Linked DNA regions of Drosophila melanogaster: region 2 is linked to region 1. Evidence: chromatin contacts called from public Hi-C data. All regions are on one chromosome and are shown on one strand. The core of a region is the stretch at or near the end of the contact, and the rest is flanking DNA. Distances in the headings are between cores, read along the strand shown.

What was found. Hi-C and Micro-C count contacts between places; a contact is called where the count stands out from the background.
Region 2: a contact with region 1 is called in a Hi-C map of the S2 cell line, with 5 times the contacts expected there. A contact is called at or near these places in 10 of 107 Hi-C or Micro-C datasets (the D17-c3 cell line, the Kc167 cell line, the S2 cell line and 1 more).

Annotation. Positions count from the first base shown.
Region 1 is chr2L:5,205,722-5,209,399 of dm6, forward strand. It overlaps Cyp28d2 (Cytochrome P450 28d2), which reads left to right and starts at 1,546. Exons shown (of 6, transcript NM_135067.3): 1 at 1,546-1,780; 2 at 1,937-2,075; 3 at 2,137-2,244; 4 at 2,302-2,929; 5 at 3,000-3,272; 6 at 3,335-3,624. The coding sequence starts at 1,587. The coding sequence ends at 3,498. Msp300 (Muscle-specific protein 300 kDa) reads left to right here. Exons shown (of 28, transcript NM_001201767.2): 28 at 1-1,281. It also overlaps sncRNA:158.
Region 2 is chr2L:5,324,698-5,328,375 of dm6, forward strand. lncRNA:CR44985 (long non-coding RNA:CR44985) reads left to right here and starts at 1,807. Exons shown (of 2, transcript NR_124085.1): 1 at 1,807-1,951; 2 at 2,014-2,135. It overlaps Ncoa6 (Nuclear receptor coactivator 6), which reads right to left and starts at 1,986. Exons shown (of 6, transcript NM_001258955.2): 1 at 1,255-1,986; 2 at 29-212. The coding sequence starts at 1,269. cype (cyclope) reads left to right here and starts at 2,530. Exons shown (of 3, transcript NM_001258957.2): 1 at 2,530-2,589; 2 at 2,806-2,979; 3 at 3,047-3,272. The coding sequence starts at 2,810. The coding sequence ends at 3,110. It overlaps CG14022, which reads right to left. Exons shown (of 3, transcript NM_135078.2): 2 at 3,556-3,678; 3 at 3,278-3,492. The coding sequence ends at 3,378.

The sequences.
Region 1 (3,678 bases), core at 296-2,795:
TAACTATTCAAACTAACGACAAGTAACCGAAACCCTTTTGTAAAACGATATATACATTATACATATATATTTGCACAGCAAACAATTTATATATTCATATATACCCACGTATATGATCCCAAAAAAACTATAGAGAACCCAAACATTTTGTATATAAAAATATCTAAGCTAAAACGAAATCAAAATACGCACACGAACATTTTACTCATCAACGCACGTTTTCGCATTTAGAGAGATCCTGGGCAGCAGAAAATTGCGATTAGCATCCTGCCAATTTCGTGGAACATTTTCGCAGGATATGATCTCAAGTTCCTGCTGCCAGCGATGGGCTAGAAAGGCAAACGAAATCCCAAGACAAAATCATGACCCACATAGACCAATCGCCTGGAGATCCTCATGGCAACCAATGTTCCTAGTTTCCAGCGCGTCCTTCTCCCAAACTCAGGGCTATGCTGTCAACAGTGGGCATTGACCTCCATTTGGACTCCGGCTTCTAAAGAGACCCCGTGTCAAGAAGGATCACTCTACCCAAGGCCAAGATCTCTCCCACGGCCAAGGGTTAGATGGGATAGCAGCCAGTGCGCCAGCCACAGGTCACTGGGCTCGAAATCAATCCTTAAACTCCATCCCGACACTGGGGCCTAGACATTTCAAGCATTCCTGATACTCATTTCCAAATTACCAATAGACATTGACCATCGAAGCCAGCTCTCAAAGAAAAGAAAATGGAAAACGTGCGTGCCACGAGCATTGAACAAAACGAAGCAAGTGTCCTATGCCGGTGCTAAACCAACCTACAAATTTTCTGTATAAAGAAAAAATGTAAAATGCGTATACAAAAAACAAAAATATTATGAATTCATAAAAGAAGAGATTAATTCTTTGAAAAAAAAAAATCGTAAAAATGCAATATGCATATTGACAAGTGACGTAAGTCCATCCAGTAAAAGATACCTATTTTGTTGTTAATATTTTTTGATAATCCTAATTATATTTGCCTTATACTTATCCAACTTGTTTATTACAACTATTTTCTATTATTTAATGCTTGGCCAATTATTATTGAGAAAATACATACATTTATTTATTAGGCCTATGAACGATTTACTATGTATAAAATTAAGTTTGATTTAAATGTTAAATTTGTGTACTTTGCTGCTTCTATCTGGTTATGAAATAATTAGCCGTTATCGAGTTAATATAATTTATGTAGCATTTTAAGATTTCCTTTCTTGTGAACAACTGTACCTTTATATGCATTATGATTATTAAAAAAAAAAAAAACAAATAAAAAATAAAACACATTGTTTTTTTTATACCTTTGAATTTATGTCTGCAGCTCTATTGACATAACTATATACGTTTTGGTTTTACAGGTTTCATGCTTATCGATATTTTATTACCTATCTTGTTTAATTGACTTTTGATCGAGCGCTACGAGATTAATGCAATCAGACTAAAAAAAAACAAACAAATTTTAAAAGAGGAAATTTATTAAAATACGATTAGATTGCTTCCAGCGCGTGTCTATTTTTTTGGCATAAATATAGGCCCCTGCGTTAATCTGTAGCCCATAAGCTTCCAACATGTGCCCAGTAACTACATTTCTTGTCCTCGTGCTGACCCTGTTGGTTCTGGTCTACGTGTTTCTGACATGGAACTTCAACTATTGGAGAAAACGTGGCATCAAGACGGCTCCCACATGGCCATTTGTTGGAAGTTTTCCCAGCATTTTCACAAGAAAGCGAAATATTGCCTACGATATTGATGATATCTATGAGTATGTATACAATATGAGTGAGAAGGGCAAGCTATAGTTATGTTGTATAATAGTGGAGTCAAAGCGCAGTTTATACTTAATGGGTGTAAAAATCAGAACAGTCTTCTCTAGAGCTAATATAAGTTACTTTTTGATGTGAACTTTTTGTTTTTGCAGAAAGTATAAAGACACGGACAATATGGTGGGCGTTTTTACCACCCGAGTGCCCCAATTGCTGGTCATGTGTCCGGAATATATACACAAGATCTATGCAACCGATTTCCGTAGCTTTCATAACAATGAATGGCGTAATTTTGTAAGTACTCGTAAGTTTAGTAAATAATGGATAATCCATTACTGAATTACAATGTTCATAGGTGAACAAAAAGACGGACATGATATTGGGCAACAATCCGTTCGTGTTAACTGGCGACGAGTGGAAGGAAAGAAGGTCGGAGATCATGCCAGCACTGTCCCCCAATCGAGTAAGGAACCACATTAACCATCTATCCAATCAAAATTCTATCTTTGAATTCCGTAAGGTCAAGGCCGTTTATCCAGTATCGCAGAGCGTATGCAAAAAGTTCGTGGAATATATCAGGCGACAGCAGCAGATGGCCACCTCCGAGGGATTGGACGCCATGGATCTGTCTCTTTGCTACACCACCGAAGTAGTTTCCGACTGCGGACTGGGAGTATCGGCCCAGAGTTTCACGGACACTCCCACGCCGCTGTTGAAAATGATAAAGCGTGTGTTCAATACCTCCTTTGAGTTCATCTTCTACAGCGTTGTTACCAACCTGTGGCAAAAGGTGCGCAAGTTCTACAGCGTACCGTTCTTCAACAAGGAAACGGAAGTGTTCTTCCTGGACATCATCCGGCGATGCATTACTTTGAGACTGGAAAAACCAGAGCAACAGCGCGACGATTTCCTCAACTATATGCTGCAGTTGCAGGAGAAGAAGGGCCTGCACACGGATAACATCCTGATAAATACGATGACCTTCATTCTAGACGGATTCGAGACTACGGCTCTAGTTCTAGCGCATATTATGCTGATGCTGGGACGTAATCCGGAGGAGCAAGATAAGGTCCGCAAGGAAATTGGCAGTGCGGATCTGACCTTTGATCAAATGTCCGAGCTTCCGCATCTGGACGCCTGCATATATGGTGGGAAATTCTATCTTGATCTCTTGATATTCAGTTTCTTTAACTACATTATAAAATTTTATAATTTTAGAAACTTTGCGTTTGTTTTCACCGCAAGTTGCAGCACGTAAGCTGGTCACCGAACCCTTTGAGTTTGCGAACAAGAACGGACGCACTGTGCACTTGAAACCCGGAGATGTGGTTACTATACCGGTAAAAGCTCTGCACCACGATCCGCAGTATTATGAGGATCCTTTGACATTCAAGCCGGAACGTTTCCTTGAGAGCAATGGAGGTGGTATGAAAAGTTACAGAGACAGGGGTGTTTACCTAGCTTTTGGCGATGGACCTCGTCACTGTCCAGGTTGGTGTTATAAAAATTTATCTGAAAATCACATACTACAATAAGTCGATCTCTACATTTAGGAATGCGATTTGCGCTGACTCAACTTAAAGCAGCTCTGGTGGAAATCTTGAGGAACTTTGAAATCAAGGTTAATCCTAAAACCCGCTCGGACAATCAGATAGATGATACTTTCTTCATGGCCACCTTGAAGGGTGGTATTTACCTGGACTTTAAGGACCTTTAAATAATAGCAATAATCATAGTAAGCTTTAAGCTTAAAAAACTGGATAAAGAGAAGTTGTTTGCTCGAAATAACAAAAATTAAAATTAACCTTGATTAATGCATGATAATAAAAAAAAAATAAAATGCAGTAGAGATTTATTACTCAAGAAAGGCAAATGTTGCGGATGATCCACAACAAGG
Region 2 (3,678 bases), core at 557-3,056, 120 kb after region 1:
TTAGTGGACATTTGTTGCCATTACTCACCCTTGGTTATCTTAATATCTTGTCCACCAACTTTCAAATTTATCACAGAATCGCCCTCGAATTGCACTGACTGAATGTTGAGGGCGCGCAGCTCCGGATTTCCATCGTTGGCCAGCTGGCGCAGCCGTTGTGCTGCGTCCCAGGGTAGCGAGACCAATATCCGCACCAGTGACGGTTCAAGCTGCTGCAAAGTGGCACACATGTGAGACATTTTGCAAATTTACAACATTTAATTAACATTTAAGGAGCCGTATAGGAAGAGAAAGAAGAAGAGGGATAGTGAAATTGCTGGCGATGGCCACTATTTTGTTATCGATATCTATGCAGCGAGAGTTTGCAGCCCTGGTTTACGACACGCAAACATAGAAACGCCTAATTTATGGCCAAACACAATTCCAAACCTTAATTATTTAACTTATAATTTACCTTCACTAGATCTGCCATACTTGAATCTAATTATTTTTATATATTGCATATGTTATTTGCATTTCTCGTTTTGTTTTTGACCCTGCGGTCTCTGGCGCTAGAGCAGGATGGCCATAGGGCACTCGTTGGAAATTCCAACAACAATTTGTTTCGACAACAGTCCCCAAAGATAATGCGCTTGAATTGAGTAACCCAAAAGACAATTCAGCTGACTGCATTTTCCACGCGCGGCATGCCAAAAGGGGGCGGAGCGGGTCGGGGCAGCTGGTGCCCACAGGTTGCATTTTCTCATGCGTGCGTGCGTTTTCCTTTTCTCTCTGCGGGACGTGTTATCGATACCCCGACGTCGTCGCCATTTTTCTTCTTGGCCTCTTGGAAGGCGGTGCGCCGGTGTGCGTGCTTGCTCGTGTACGTGTGCTGGTTGGGCAAGTGTGTGTGTGTGGCAGAGGGAAAAGGTAACCAAAATACTTGCTTGGCACTAAGGCGGGGGGTAAAAAGGGGGCGGGCTGATTAATAAAATAAAAAAGGGGGAACCGAAAAAGAGAGATGAAAAAATAAACACGGGAAATGCGAGATTCTATACACTCGAAGCCAACCAATTAGTTCACCCTTTTCGCCGCCTATTGTTTTTGTTTTTATACCCGTCTCTGAGTGCGTGGGTGACGCAAGTGTAAAATGAGCAAAAGCGATGGCAAAAACAGACAAGAAAAGGGGGGAAAAAGAAGCCCACTTGAAGTGCAATAATCGCAAATCAGCTGTTCCGTTGCGCTCCACCAAAAAGCGAAACACGATAAACTCACCTGTTTAAGTGGCATATCATCACACGACAATCGCACGCGTCGTAGGTTTAATTGTTAGAACGCTGCTCAATTCTCGCATTTAGCTTTCGATTGACCGCCGTGGCGTCCTTTGGATTGAAATTGTTGGACCAATTGCATTATAGGCTTGACACTCGATGGCTTCGGTTTATTGTCTTTCGATGTAATCCGCACTCAGTTTTTAACCTCTGCGACTTGGGTTTTTGGGCATTTTCCACTATTATTTTTTTCTCTTCTCCCCTTTTGCTTTTTACTTTTTTTTTTAGTAGTAGCCTCACCAACACACACACTCACATGCACTGCAACACACACACTCACACACACACACGTGCGGGGCGCGGATACGGATTTTCCTGCGTCACTTTTCAAGCGCTTTTCCTGCTGGAAATCTTGCGTGCCCGCTTTTCAATTGTTGTTTAGGGCAAACTGAATACGTTTGGGCCCCCACTGTTCTCCATTTCACAATCGCTGGCCAAATAGTAATGCCTGTTTAGCGGAACTCGAAAATTTTCACGCATTCGGGCAGCCGATTTTCGGGGGCTTAATTTCACACGGTTCGATTGCGTGCGGGCACTTGATAAACGCACTGATTGCTGTCGAAAGATTCGCGCTTGTTTTTCAACCATCAATTGGCGTTGCAACGATGCGTTTATCCTGTTTATTTTGTACAAAAAACTTCGTAATTATTAAATTTCCACGAACAATAACAAGCACACAGTGGTAGCCATTTTTATTTTCCAGCCGGTGTTGCCAGACGTCCGCGGCCCGAAATTCCCTAAATTTCCCGACATATTTGTGGTTACCAGGGCTGCGAAGTAGCCTGTATTGGAAATTTGGCTCGAGCAGAGTTGTCAATTGTTTGGAAATTGTAATTTTATTTAATTAGTGCTAATAAATTTATAAATAAATTGTATTGCTATATTGTCTTTTATTTTTAAACATGTTTAGCAATCATAAATATAATGGTAACATAATTTGAACATGTTCAATATATAAATTTCATTCACAAATATTTTTCCTGCTTTAAACTATTGATTTTAGCTGGCCTCATAGCTTCCAGATGAAAAATTTGAAAAGTTATTACTTAACACACTTTTCTCTTAATTCTGCGTATTTAGCCTCAAAATCATTTTATTATTAAATGAAATGATTCTGTCAAATTGTCTAGGAGTGCTTTTTAATATATATTTTTATTATTTATTTTCCAAAGATCAATCGATAATTTCGCGAATGCTGCCACCTTCTTCGAATAAACGATAGTATTGAATAGAATTTGTTTTAGGTTCCATCTCTATCTCAGATTCTGAATTTGCAAATGTGAGTACATAACAAGGTTTTTCTTTAAAAAACACGGTTCAAGGGGTTTTGGAACTTAAAAAAAGTAATTAAATATCATACCAGTTGGCCATATCAACTCCATAAATTTCTGGGGAGAATTCATTAGTTGCTATGCGTTTAATGGCAGCTGCCTTTGAGCACCTTACGTAACTACCGAGCAATATAATTGATTTTTGTGATTTTCATTCTTTTCAGCGACATGGCCAACACTCCAGCCACCTCCTCTGCCGGACCCGTGCTCCGTGGCCTCCACAATGCCACCATCAAGCGCAACCTGGCCGTTTCCCTGGGCCTGACCGCCGTGGTGACCATCGCCTACAAAATTCTGGTCAACGATCCCAAGAAGGCCGCCTACGCCGACTTCTACTCGTAAATATAGCTTAACTATGCCACATGAATGTCATCATCTGATCTGTTTTATCCATTATCCCTGCAGGAAGTACGATGCCAACAAGTCCTTCGAGCGCATGAAGGCCGCCGGTCGTTTCCAGTCCTGCTAGGCTATGTTATCCCAAAACACAAGTAGTCTAAGTCAAATGATGTTGTAGAACAAGAGTTGCGCTTCTGTATTGAAAACTAAATAGATTTCAGTCTACGTACGTGCACGAAGGCGTTTTAATTTAGAGCTATCTTGTATTGCCAGCAAAAGTAAATGTGAAGGCAAATTATGATTAAATTCTTTATTATTTACTCGTATTTACAAACTTAGCCAAGTAATGCACAAAACAAACACACAAAACTATAAGGCCACACAAACCGGACCACATCTAAAACCTAATGGCAAAGTCCTTGTAGTCCAGTCGGCTGAGATTGCCCTGGTTCCGGACCTCACAGCGATCGATTTGGCAGCCGGGTGAGCCCTCAGTGGACAGCCAGGTGATCCTAAGAGTAGATTTAATCAGAAAATATTAGCATGGAGAGTGTAAACTATTCCGGTTTACTCACATCTTGTCCACCTCCTCCTTGGGCCCCTGCATCTTGCCCACAATGGTGCCCTGTTTGCTGTTCTTCACCCAGCCAGTGATTCCCGCCTTGGTGCAGCGATCGCGGGTGTCTTTCGTGAGATTC